Regions from separate parts of the Mus musculus genome. Here region 2 is linked to region 1. The links are chromatin contacts, called in public HiCAR-type maps. All regions are on one chromosome and are shown on one strand. Each heading gives the region's core, a stretch centred on a gene start, on an enhancer-like site or on the middle of the called end of the contact. The rest is flanking DNA. Distances are from core to core; before and after follow the strand shown. Region 1 overlaps Gm29185 (a long non-coding RNA gene). Region 2 overlaps 6030407O03Rik (RIKEN cDNA 6030407O03 gene).

Region 1 (7,016 bases), core at 3,336-5,835:
TGATATCATAGAATCCACATTTACTTCATGCCATTGTTGCAAGCAACACAATAGTTCTAGAACAGGGATGAACTTTTGTTGTGTGGTGATGAATAAAGACTAGCTCTTGCCCTGAAGACAACATCTCCACAATAGGCCTGGGGTTTAGATTTCTTTACACTGGGTTATAATTTACTTTCTTATTGTAATTTTATTTTTTTCCAGAGAATTTTATACATGTATACAATCAAATAGAATCATAAGCCCCCCTCAGTTTCAACCTCCAGTTTCACCCCTGTATTCTCCCCATCATGTCCCTCCATTCCCAATTTCATATCATTTTATTGTTGTTGTTTTGATAATCCATCAAGCCCAGTTAATGTTGCTAAAGGTGTCTGGGTGTAGGACCATCTACTAGACCATGGGAAATTCAATGCTTTTTTGCAGTCCTAGAGTCATGGAATGTTCACTCAAATCAATTTTAGGATATTTTCTGTTCCCTGAAAGGGAATCTTGTGTCAATCAGTGGTCATCTTCCAAACCTCCCTGACCTGCAACGTAGTTATCATTAACCTATGGACTTATGGCTTATCTCTTAGGAACCTTTTGTATAGTTGCAGCCAGACAATCTGTGGTCTCCTGTGGATGGTTTTCTCAGCATTTCTTCAAGCTTCCTGTTCCATTCCTGTTGCACTATGTATTGGAATGCCATCCTTTTATATGGCAAGTCACGTGACATGCTCAGCTCTATCATTCATTTGTTAACCAACACCTTAAAATATTGGATTGTGGTTGCCACAAATTCAGTAAGTAGGTCCTTGTTTTTCTTTGGGTTTGGAGAACAATTCTGTCAACTTCCTCTGTCTTAAGGAACCGATGCCCAGGGTTAATTTGAAAGTGGAAAAGGGGCAAGATATTATATTTTAATTTTAACTATCTATAAGTGTTTGTGTGTGTGTGTGTGTGTGTGTGTGTGTGTGTGTGTGTACACTGATGAGACTGGATTCTACTCATTATTCCTCTGCTTTGTGTACCAGAGTTACCTGCAAATAGGTTCCTGCTCACCCTCAGGGATTTTTATTGCGTAGGTCTAGGGTAGGGACCAAGGCCTTGAATTTCTGTCAAAAGCTGCTGAAGATGCCTGTGTATGGAGCACGCTTTGCACCATATTCAGTTTCATAATCTGAAAAATAACACGGCTGGGTGATGTCTGCTCTCTGCCAGATGCCTCTTGTACCCTCGTAATGAACAGTAGACGCTTCCACCTTCTGTCATAACAAGCAGAAGCGCTGTTTATGGGATGCTGCTCCATGCCAGGCCCTGTGCAAATTGCTTTACCGGCACAGAGTGGTTGTGTAACAGGCTGACGGGAACAGTTGTCGGGGTCATAACTGGGGCTCCACAGATTATTGCCTCCTACACTATAAGAGGTGATTTCAGTTCCCAATACATAATGCTTGGTAACAACAGTTATGTTCAGCTTTGGGGATTTTAACTGGGGTCTTCCTTCTATGTGCTGCGTATCGAGGTTTATGCTCTAGAGGGGATGATACAAAAAATAGAGCGGAACCATCTCTCTGAATTATACATTTCTCTACTGCTCTCTTTTATGGGCATTTTATCTGCTGTTTGCAATTTCCTTACACATTCCTTGAGGTCTGGGGTAGGATCACTTACTTTGTCATCTTTGTGCTGTCTACTGTCATACCCAGCATATGCCACCCAATTTTAAAAATCAAATTTTCTTTTTCAGAGAAGATTTAGATTCTGAACAAAATTGGATGAAAAGTACTCACAGGTACCTCCTGCCCCACAGAAGGGCAGACTCTTCCACCTTCAACCTTCTTTGCCAGAGTGGCACATTTGTGGCTACCACCTCCTTATCCTGTTAAGTCCATGATTTTAGTAGACCTCACTTTCAGTGCATATTCCATGGTCTCTCGGTTGCATCCTGTATTATTTCTGTGATGCCCCTTTTCAGAATTTCCTATAATTGGGATAATAAACAGTGGATTCATTTCACACAAGCTTCTTTCGGTATTCATACACACTTACATTTCTTCCATGTCTTTTCAAATGTCTTATGAGCTTTTCTGTGTATATGTGTGTGTGTTCATGCATGCTGAGTAATACTTTGTTGTCTGAGTTTACCACATTGTGTTCATTTCCTGCAGGCTAAGATGGCTGCTTTCAAGTTTTGCCAATAATCAACAGAGTTTTATTGTATGTTTTGGGAAGACTTGAGTTTTTAATTCACTGCATAAGCACCAAGAAGCACAATTAATGGAACAGATAATTAGGGTTTATTAGTTTATTCAAGAAACTGTCAAACTGTTGTCTAAAGTATCTGTTCTGTTTTGTACTCCCAGTATTGGTGAGTAGTCTTTCTGCTCTTTGCCCTAGACTGTCCTTGCCATTGTCAGTGTTTGGGGTTTGGCCATTCTGATAGATGTGTAGGAGCATTCACTATTGTTTTATTAAATTACCCAATGACATATGATAGTGAGCATCTTTCCCCATGTTTATTTCCATCTTGATTTCTCCTTTGATGAGTTGTTTGTTCAGATTATTTTGTCATCTTAATTGGATTGTTTGCATTCTTATTGTTCAACCTGGACAACACCCTTTTATCTGATGATCTTTTGCAAGTACTTTTTGGAGTCAATGGTTTATATATCTTTCTATTGTCAGTGACTTCTGAAGAACATTTTAAATTCCCATGGAATATAGTTCATAATCAATCTGTTAATGAATTACAGCTTTGGTATTGAATCTGAAACTCAGGGAGCCTAGCAGTGTCTTCTAGATTGTCTCAGGTTGTCTTCCAGCGGTTTATAGCTTTTTCTTTAGGTCAATGATTTGGTTTTTTTGTGTGTGTGTGTGTGTGTGTGTGTGTGTGTGTGTGTGTGTGTGTCCCTTGCCAACCAGTCACCCTCTGCTATTTAAGAGCAAGGATGATGATTTTTTTTAAACAAAACAAAACAAAACAAAACATTTTACCTTAACAGATGAAAGTTTCAAGTTAAGTTTATCTTTATGACCTTGTGCTGGTCATAAAGATCTGAATATCAGTTGTTTATTTGTTGTTTATTGCCTGTAGACATCTAGTTGTTCCAGCATCTGTTGATGTAAAGACTCTCTTCTCTATCGTATTGCCTTTGCTCTTTTGTCAATATCAGCTGACTGTTCTTCTGAGAGATTGATTAACCTTAAACTTTCTCCTTTGTTTTCTAATCAGTTTTTGAAGCATTTCTACCTTGTTTTTATTTTTGTAGCTTTATACTTGGTCTTGAAGTCAGCTCAGTCCTCAGCTTTGCCCTTCTCTTTAAATATCGTGCTGACTATTCTGTATATTTCCTTCTTCACAGTTTGTCATGGCCACATAGTTATTTTAACGTACTGTAAACATGTAACACAGCACAACAATGAAAAATCATACTATCCTGCAGCTCTAAAACTAAAGTGTTTTTGAAGTGGTATTAGCTAATTCATATTATGAGAAATGGGGGATGGGTAGGGGAGAAAGGGAAGGATGGAGGAAAGGTAGCAGGGGTCAGGGGAGTTGGGGAGGGGAGATGGAATTTTTCTGTGAGACAGCAGACCCTGTTCTGTCTCATCATCTGGATTTTAAGAAGTCAGAAATTCAAAAGTGGAAGTAGATTCCTTCTATTATTAATTACTAAAAGGTTATGGTTTTAAAGTGGGAGAGGTATAGCAGCAGGGAGCTTTTGGGTCACCAGCTTCCTGCCTTCTTTATGATGTAGGAAGCTTTCTTTAGCAAACTATGATCCACTGGGCTGTTGCTTTAACAACATCTCTACACTAATTCCTTGTGTAAAAAAAACCCCACATCTAAAACTTCAATTCTTTTCGCTTTTCTCATCTCTCTACCCTTGCCAACCAGTCACCCTCTGCTATTTAAGAGCAAGGATGATGATTTTTTTAAACAAAACAAAACAAAACAAAACAAAACAAAACAAAACATTTTACCTTAACAGATGAAAGTTTCAAGTTAAGTTTTGTTCTTCCTTTCCATTGTGTTTCTGGCTTTTGTTTGACTAAAATCACTTCAGTAGAATGGGGTCAAAAGTCTAAGGGTTTAGCTCACCAACTGATGGTAAACCTCTGACAATATACAAACCACCTGTTATTTAAAACAATACAGTTTTTTAAAATAATTTTTTACATTACTTAATATAATGTGTTTGTGTATATATGCCAAGGCTTCCATGTCTAGAAGAACATGGAAGCAGCTTAGAGGAAAATGTGGGATGCTCAGTTCTTTCTTGAAATGAGTTCTTGGGCTCAAACTCAGGCTGCCAGGCTTAGTAGCATATACCTTTACCCCCGGGGTCATCTTGATGGCCTGGAATTTAATTTTTTTCTTGAATCATGGTTTATTTTACCACCAAGTACAAAGTTCTGGTATCCAATATGCTAAGTAATTCCTAAACCTAGCAGTCTTTTATTCTTTTCGAGTATGGAGTGCAGAACAGTATGTTCTCTGAAACATGATGACAAAAACTGCTTAACAGTCTCTCTAGGGCTTCAGTGAGGTCTGCTCCCTATGCATTCTACATCCTGCAAGTTGACAGAGTTTCCTAGACAAAGTCCTCACAGAGCACTGAAATTTAATTTTTAAACTTGCTGATGATTAACTCCATGGAAAAGAAAATCAAGGCTCTTTATTTTTCCCAGGGATTTTAATGAATGTGCAGGAAAGAGAGATTGGTCTGGAGAAAGACTCTAAGACACTCACTTTAGACACATTTTTATCTTCAACATCTGCTCTTACCTCCTCCTTCCAAATTTTCCCTCTGCAGGTATACACAGTTCAGGCATTACCACCAAAGTTATCATAGGCTGGTACTTACTGAGTACTTCCATGAAGAAGAAATGATATAAAATAATTTGCATGCATACCATCCTTTTATCTGTCATCAAAGTAGCAGAATAAACTCTATCCTTACTTTCTCTGACCAGCTTTCAGTTGCTATAACAACATAGCATGCTAGTCAACTAGTAAGGAGGAGAATAATTTTGGTTTACCCTTTCAGAGATCTATACCTATAGGCTCCTCTATCTATCACCACGTGAGATGGGACAGTACTGAATAACTGGATGTCAACAGACAAGAATATCCATAGACATCAAAGTGGGAACATGCTCTCCTTCCATAGTGAGGTCTCCATATTGTTTCTCATGATGTATGCACTAATTTTTCTTTCTAACAACAGTGTTCAAAGGGCCCCTTTCTCCTTGTCCTCACTAGCACTTTTACATTGTTTCACTGAAAACATGCACTCATTTCAAAATTATTTATTTGTATCTCCATGTGCATTTGTGTGTGTGTGTATGACATAGGCATGTGTGCATGCTTGTGTGTAGTTGCATGTGCCCACGTGTGCACATGTGGAAACCAGAGGTTAGTGCTTGTCTTTCTCTTTTGCTCTCCACCTTATTTTTTTTTTAAGCAGATTCTCTTTCTGAACCTGGAGCTCACTAACAGGTGAGACTCACTGGTTGGCAGACTCCTAAGATCTTCTGTCTCTGCCTCTTGCTTCAGGACTGGGGGTGTGTGCATCACTCTTGAATTTTTAAGTGGTGGTAAGGATCCAAATTCAGTTCCTCATGCTTGAGCATTCTATCCAGTGAACCATCTTCCCAGCATCACTGCAGTTTTGATTTGTACTTTCCTAATGATTAGTGATAAGCAGTTTTTCCATCTACCTCTTGGATATTTATATGTCTTATTTAGAAAAAAATATGTGTTCAGATCATTTTAAAATCATCTTTCTCCTTATTTTTTCTTAAATTTTTTGAGGATTTTATATATCCTACATGTTGCCCTTTTGTTAGCTCTCCCATTGTGCAATTTCTCTCTTCTCTCTTGATTACTCTTTTTTGTGTAGAAGGGTTTTATTCTGATGTGTCCTCTTTGTTCATTTTTGGTTTTGTTTCCTATACACAGGTATTTTCCCCAAGACTTCTTACTGATTCCATTGTCCTGAAGAGTTTGCCCTATGTTTCCATCTAATTGATTTGTAGTTTGGGTCTTACATTTTAAGTCTTTTGTTCATTTTGAGTAGTTTGTGTAGTACGTGAGACATGAGTCTGCTTTCATTCCTCCAAGAGGTTACCCAATTTTCCAAAGGCCACTCTTTCTGATGTGCTCTTAGCACCATTGTTGAGACTCGGCAGGTTGGGGAGGTGCAGGTTTCCACCAAGGTTCTTTCCCATTGGCCCATGTGTCTGTTTTATGCCAATACCATGCTATTTAGGGGTTCTTTTATTTTATGTAGGACCCACAAATCATAAGACTTTATTTGGAACTTTATCTCAAATTTCATCTGGAGTTCTATTTTTTCCAACTGTAATTTTAAAATAGTCACTTGCTTATCTCCTCCCTTTTGTAACACACAGATGTTCTCGGGCTCCCCAGGGCATCATTTGCAATAGGAAATAGTATGTGTGTATGTGTGGGTGTGTAGTTTTGAGAGCAACCAAAACAAAAGCAAAATAACATGCATGCAGATTCTCTCTTCAGGTCAGGGTTATTATTCAGGCTTAGTCAGACCGTGCTATTTATCTGCAATGTCTATTCATAGTCTCTTTGTGTGTTTGTGCACATGGGTGTGCACAGGCATGAATGTGTGTGCATGTGTGTGTGCTTGTGTATGTGTATGTCTGTGTGTATGTGTACACATGTATGTCAGAGATAGAGGCTGGTGTGTTTCTGACTCACTTCTCTCTCTCTTTTCTCCTTCCTTCCTCCCTCCCTTCCTTCCTTCCTTCCTTCCTTCCTTCCTTCCTTCCTTCCTTCCTTTCTTCTTTCTTTCTTTCTTTCTTTCTTTCTTTCTTTCTTTCTTTCTTTCTTTCTTTCCTTTCTTCTTTCCTTCTTTCTTCCTTTTTTGAAACAGATCCTCCTTCTGAATGCAGTCTCACTGATTCACCTAGGATAGTAGGTGGTTGGCAAGCCCCAAAGGATCCTCCTATCTTCCTTGCCCCAGCCCTACGATGACAGATGCTATTGCACT
Region 2 (7,016 bases), core at 2,825-5,324, 400 kb after region 1:
GTCTCTGCAAAAAAGCATGCTTTTTCTAGGCCCTTCATCTGCCACTTCTAACATGGCTACCTTGCTACAGTGCCCACAGCAGCATCTACAGGAGCAAAGCTCTCAGATAAAGCCTGTGAGGAGGTCTCTAGCCTCGTTGTGGTACCAGCCCTGAGTTTTATTTCCACCTAGATACACATGACTTAATGGTGAACACCTCTGAACATGCAGTGTTTTGTCATCTTGGAACTGGCCAAGATGGCAGTGGAGGTCTGTAGAGTTTCATCTGCTGAGAAGGAGGAAGGGTAAAGGGATACCCTGGGGGAGGTGGGGCTGGATTCTGAGCAGTAGTGAGATCCAAGGAGCCAACAAGCTGCATGGCTCAGGGAAGTGCAACCAAGGGGAGGAAGCTGAAGCTGATTTCTGAGTCCCATAAATTGATCACAGTTGACAAACACACCAAAGGGCTAAATGTTTTCTACACATGTCTACTACATCCTCCCAGCAAAGCTGTGAAATGGGGTTTAGGACACAGCCAGAAACAAGCTGAAATACCTTTGTAAATGTGTTCAGGTCATAACTGCTGAAACACAGAAACAGGACCTGAGGTTCATGCGTCCAGGCCAACACCTGTCTTGTGGTACCAGTGGTACTATTCCCAGGACTACCAACCAAAGTGAGGTGTATTCAAAGGCTCCAGAAGTGTTCCCAAGGTGTATGGTGAGCAATGAAAAGCAAAGTTCTACATTACATGGGAAAGTGGATCACTGGGTTTCAACCAGGAATTACTTTTTCCTCTAAGAAATAGATGATCATAACTGGAGACTGCTGATTGTCACAAATCAGGGAGTCTTGTTTGAATCTAACGGAAAGTCCAGTTAGCTGTTGGTTACCTCCAAGTTGTATCAGGACTATACCCTGGAGGCTAGCTTGCCACGCTAGTCTCTGTAGTTCACAGGCTCTGCAGCTGGTAGGACTATTGACTGCTTTTCTCCTTTAGCAGCTTACACTCCACCTTCACATACTATGAGGGCCAGTCTCAGGAAGGAGTTTACCAGATCAATTCCATCTTGATTCCTCTAAATCCCATGTCTGAAGTATTTGGTGTCTTCAACAACAGGGACTTACCTTCACTAGGAATGAGGTTGCCAGTCAGTAGGTTATCCAATGCTTAGCGGTCAAACCTAAACACATACATGCAAGCAACACTAAATGGACTCAATGTGTTGTATTTGCCTCTCTGTGTGTATATGAATGTGTGTGCACATGCGTGTGCATACATGTGTAACAATAAGAGCTAAAGAAGAGAGCATGAATTTGGTAGCCAGTGGACACAGGGGAATTAGAATGGGAAGAACAAGAGATGGAAAAGGAAAAAGAATCTAAAAGACAACTAGAGATGCTGCTGAAAATCTCCCCACACACAGGACCACATTGGTGTTAAGGCATCATCAGGCATAGAATATGCACAGTCCTAAGGCCAAGAAAACCCTGGCCTTAGTGGTCTGAAGATCCCTATAGAGTGAGAATTAGAGGCTTTGATTTGTCTTCTTTTACTCACAGGTAGGATTCAAGTTTACCCCCCCCCCCAAAGTTTCTCAGAGCAGGGTCACAGGGGCAACAAGGATGCCACATGTCACCAGGACCTTTTCAAAGCCCGCCCCATTGACATGGCAGAGCCTGGAAGAGAGTAAATGAATCTGACCTCTACATCCCACACCCATATCTGGACTTTCAAGATGAATCTGGAGCCAGGAAATGAAGCCATCTGGAGAGTCCCAAGGATGGGGACTCTAGAGAGCTCCAGAAGAAGAGGTAAGACTGAGAGGAATCCTTCAGCTCCATGGAAATGGTCTCAAAGAATACCCTTTAAAAAACAAATTCTCTGACTTTTCAGTTCCCAGGAAAGCAGTTCTCAGGCCACTTTGCTCAGCCACTAATTCATCAAGCTTCTAGAATCCACATATCCCAGCCGCTAATGGAAACAGTGAGTCTTTCAATTATTCTGTGTGTTTTCCACAAAAGGTCCTTGGCATGTTCTGGTTTTCAAAGAGGGACTTTTTTTCCCCCTCTCTCACTAATTTTGATTTCTTTTAGGTAACTTGAATGGAAATTAAATTTTAAATTACATTTTCAATGAATATCGTTTATAGTTCTGCTTGATTTTGAGTAGTTGTTTAAAGGTAATTTATTTTAGTTAAATTAAGAGCTAATTGGAAATATTTATCAACTTCACAGCTGGAAATGGCAGAACCAAAATGAGAATGGGATCTGAGCATGCCCAGAAGAGAGTCTCCACCCTGAGGGAGAGCCCATTAGAAACAGGAGAAAGACGCAGAATTGCTTTTAAAACATGACTAGAGTAATAAACCAGAGTAAAGTGGCAGTGGGAAAGAATGCTAAAAATTCACCTAGCGCGGTGACACTAATCCCTAACTACATTCTTAATATTTGCACTTAAACCCACTGGTGACTATACTCCCTCTTCACCCTCATGAAGGAAGCTTCTCTTCGCAACAGGCAGAAAACCACAACCAACAAAATGCAGTGGTTGCCAGTACCAAATGATATATCTGTAACCCAAGTCCTGTGCCTAAGGTTCAGGACACATTGGGGTAAAGACGATGAGGAGATTGTACGAGCGAAAGGAACAAGGAGTTTGCCCTGAGATTGGGACTCTGAGAAATGCCAGAAGCCACACTCATGAAGCCTCACTAACATGGCTGTCTATGCATGTGAGGAACAGGGACAACACCAACAGACATGCTGATGTAGACAGGGGGAAGGCCACAGGCCTCAACTCTGGACAAAGAGCCACCGGCAATCAAGGACTGATGCAATGGGAGAGATAGTCTTCTCCAAGGAAGAGCGGACCAATTGGTTATCCAATACCGAATGGTCAGTACTGAAAACATACATACCAGTAACGTTATAGAGCCCGAGTCAGTTGTTTTTATGTATTGAGGAGTGTGTATGTATGTGTGTTTTGTGCATTTTGTGTGAACAATTAAGGAAAGGGTTTAAAAGAAAGATGCGAATATATAGGAAGGTTTTGAGGGGAAGAAAGAAAGAGAGAAATGATATGATTTTATTGTAATTCAAAAACAAATCTTTTTACATTTATTTATTTTATCTTTTTTTTTGGCTTTTTGTTTGTTTGTGTTTGAGTCAGGATTTTTCCATGTGTCCCTTGCTGTCCTGGAACTCCCTCTGTAAGTCAAGTTGGCCTCAAACTCAGAGATCTGCTTGCATCTGCCTCTCAAGCCTGAGAATAAAGTCATGTGGAGCATGCCAGGCATTAAATTTTTTAATAGAATTTTTAAAAGAAAAAAGCTGGACGTTTCTTTGCTGATTTATTTAAAAAGAGACCATTTACTTTTGTTGCAGAATAAAGGCTTCTCTGATAATACCTTACCAAGTCAGTAAGTCCCCGCTGCTCCTTTTCAAATTGACATGTTGCTGGTGATGGAAATTATCATTTTAGTCATTTCTGGCTTTTTATTGTGCTTGAATTGCCATTTTTCATTCTCAAAAACATTAAGCTCTTTTTAATAGCATTTGTCAGTTCTCCAAACAGCACGTCTGCCTTAATCACCCGTTCCTGGCAGATGACATTTAAACTAAATTTTACATTTATATTCAAAGGCACTAGAAACATGCTAGAACTTCAAAGGAAATTTAAAGTAAATCTTCACTATTAAGAAAAATCAGACATTTACATTTAAATTTGAAGACAAAGTAACCTGGTTTGGGATTAGATTCAATTAGCATTTATATCCCAGAGTATGGAAGGAAAATCAGAAGCGCCCATCAGGGGAAAGTGTTCCACATATTTAGGAACAGAAACTTCAAGGTTATTGTTAAAACACTGAAATTCTAATGCTAATGATGAAAATATGTTTCATTATGTCCTATAAGTAGTAGTAACAAAAAGGAGGCCTCCCCACTAAATTATTACAAGGCTCTAGAAGAAGCAGCTAAACACACTAAGCAAATATTGCAAAATATCTGGTTGGGACTCAGTACACCATTGTTAATCAGTTACTTTGTAAACTGTCCACCTAACAGAGTCTAAGAGCAATTGCATCTGAGAGGAGATTGCTGCCAGAATGGGGCTCTTTCTGGCTAAGCCAGCTGCTGCTTCCCTGTGGTACTGCTTCTGAAGGCTGTCACATGGCTTAGCTTTATTGCCACACATGGACAGCAAGTCAGGTGGCTGTGCTGATACACGGGTGCAAGACCAGTTCCCCACCCCAAACCCTCTCCTGGGGAAGGAAATTGGTTATTTAAAATAATAGCAACTATCCAACAGCACCATCATGAGCTATCTCATTGACAGGGGTGATAGCACAGGGACAAATGAACAATACAGACTGTAAAGGGAGAAACTCAAAAGGGAGCTGTAAACCAATAGCTACACTCAAACTGTCAAACCTCCTGGAAAGAACCAACTCAGATCTCATTCCCAGGGCCATTGAGATCGCTCCATGGCTCAGGTTATTTACCCACTAAGCTTGATGCCCTGAGTTTGATCCCAAGAACCCACAGTAAGAAGGGGAGACCTGAGAACCCAAGTTTGTCTTCACTCCCTAAACAAGTTTGTTTGACCCGTATGCGTGGGATGTGCTTGGTCACGTGTGGGTGGGAGGTGCGTGGGTAGGACATAGTCAGGTTGTATGCTTCCCTGATTAGGTGTAGGAGAGAGGTACACAGGCAGGAAGTAGTCAGGATGTATGCTTGCCCATGATTGGATCTGAGGGAAAATGTCATGAATTGTGAGCTTTGTCTTTGTTTTGTTTTCTTTTGTTTTGAGCAGGGTTTCTCCGTATAGCCCTGGCGGTCCTGGCTGTCCTAGAACTTGCTCTGTAAACCAGGCTGGAACCCTCAAAGCTCCCCCTGCCTCAGCCTCCCAAGTGCTGGGATTAATGTCATGGGCCACCATCATCCAGACAGTTTTGCCTTTTTTAAGCCTCAGCAAAATGTGACTCATGGCCATTTCCTGAGAACCCAAGTATGGACCTGACTGGTATTTAATTAAAGCTGGCTTCAAATTTGGCAAATTTGGTCTCATTCTGAACAGATGGGATTAACAGAACAAACTTCTGAAAGTTGTTCTGTGTACGGTCTTCACACTCAGACTGCAGCATGCACATGTCCACACTCTCTCTCACATACACTCACTGATCATAAATAGCCTCTTTCAAAGAGAGATCATTCTCCAATGTCATAGGCTGTTTGTGTGGATGTTTTATTCTTTTGGGGCTCAGTGCAATATCCATCAACTGGTAAATTGGGTCTGCCCTAATTTGGTAGTATCGGTTCAACCTTAACACAGAAATAATAATTCCTAATTTAGGGAGACCTGAGCTACAACAAGGACCGCAGGTTCCAGTGCAGGGGCTGAGACTGCCCAGCCAGCATGAGGTACTGTTCTGTAGCCCCACAGGGGGAAAGAGATAGCCATGTACTGAGCTCCTCTAAGACCCATCCCCCTGATCTCCTGCACATGACCTCCTGCTGATTCTCAGTAACCTTGTGGGAAGACACACTCACATCTCCAGCCCAGACTCTCCAGTCCCCTTTCTGACATCTAATCATCGACTATGTGTTGGTTTACTCGAAATGCCCCCTTTTCACATGTCCTCCCAGTTACACCATCACCCAACCTCAGCACCATTTGAATCTGACTTAGCACGGAACGATATAGATGGAGGAGCAGGGTGAGTTTCTGGTTTTATTTGTCATTCTTTATCAAGTTCCTAACAAAATACAGAGAGAACTCACTCACCCAGGATCCCAGGGCTGCTTTTGTTACTTGTCTATGGAGGCAAGGATCTGTCACTGATTGGGGGATGCTTTCTATATAGTCAGGAACATCCTGCTTGTGTTCTTTAGTAGAGAAGCTACCTGCTGCAGGAGACTACTGAGCACTTAAAACATGACGGGGAGAGAGGCCCATTGGACTTGCAAACTTTATATGCCCCAGTACAGGGGAATGCCAGGGCCAAAAAGTGGGAGTGGGTGGAGGGTATGGGGGACTTTTGGGATAGCATTGGAAATATAAATGAGGAAAATAACTAATAAAAATATTTTTTAAAAAAAATTCTAAATCCTGGAAAGCTGTTATTTAGAGCTGGTGAGATCAAAGGTTGCAGAAGCCCAGAACAAGAAGAGCTAGATGGATATGGGATTTTAATACAATTTGTCTAACTTCAATGCCTACTGGTACGTCAATAGCAGTAACAGTAATAGTAATGACATAACTACATAGCACACATCTGCACAGACTACAGACTATTCTTACCAGCCAACCAGCATCCCTGATAAACAGGAAACGCTTTTTGTTTTTATTTGTATTAGTGATAAATTTGTGAGTCTGAGAAATTAAATGACCTGACTAAATCCACAGAGCTGGTCAGTAAACTGTCTTAGAGAGTACCCATGCTGTGCTGTCCAACTTGGTAGCCACTGAACACCCTAATTCATTAAAACAGGGTAAAACTGAAAATCTAGCTCCTTGAACTCACCCGCCATGTTTTAAGTGCTCAGTAGCCTCCTGCAGCAGGTAGCTTCTCTACTAAAGAACACAAGCAGGATGTTCCTGACTATATAGAAAGCATTCCCCAATCCGTGACAGATCCTTGCCTCCATAGACAAGTAACAAAAGCAGCCCTGGGATCCTAAGAAATACAGAGTCCCAGGTTGCTCTCAGACCTGGGGGGTCACACCTGCCCTTTAGCATGCTCCTTGGGAGGCTGCTGATCATGGTAATCTGTGAGAAAAACTCAGTCACTTCCTCTTCATTTTGCAGATGAGAAACTAAAGTCCAAAATGACTGGGCCAAATTGCTTGTGGGGTTGGGAGAGGGAGGACCCAGGGTCAATAGCCAAGACTCTAACCTCTGCTGCCCTGCTCCAGAGTAGGCATAGGGCAGAAAAGGCCTTGGTCGCACCTGGAAGAGGAATGGGGAGGGTGGGTGCTAACATCCCCTCCCTGCTACCACAGATGAAAGGGGGAATAGTGCTTGCCCCTAACCC

What was found. HiCAR-type assays count read pairs that join an accessible place to other places.
Region 2: a contact with region 1 is called in a HiCAR-type map of kidney, with 5 times the contacts expected there. The contact joins two enhancer-like sites. A contact is called at or near these places in 3 of 115 datasets of contacts at active chromatin or transcription factors (astrocytes, embryonic stem cells and kidney).

What each region holds. Positions count from the first base shown.
Region 1 is chr1:73,226,181-73,233,196 of GRCm38.p6, forward strand. The region is part of intron 1 of Gm29185 (a long non-coding RNA gene); the gene reads left to right. Among named protein-coding and RNA genes, the nearest start is that of Gm31197, 89 kb to the left of the region's middle. Within about 2 kb of position 4,586, at least 1 of the 459 cell types and tissues checked has an H3K27ac peak or open chromatin away from gene starts, as enhancers often do. A contact at or near this core is called in kidney, where this site is marked.
Region 2 is chr1:73,626,442-73,633,457 of GRCm38.p6, forward strand. All of the region lies in intron 7 of 6030407O03Rik (RIKEN cDNA 6030407O03 gene), which reads right to left. Among named protein-coding and RNA genes, the nearest start is that of C530043A13Rik, 100 kb to the left of the region's middle. Within about 2 kb of position 4,075, at least 11 of the 459 cell types and tissues checked have an H3K27ac peak or open chromatin away from gene starts, as enhancers often do. A contact at or near this core is called in kidney, where this site is marked.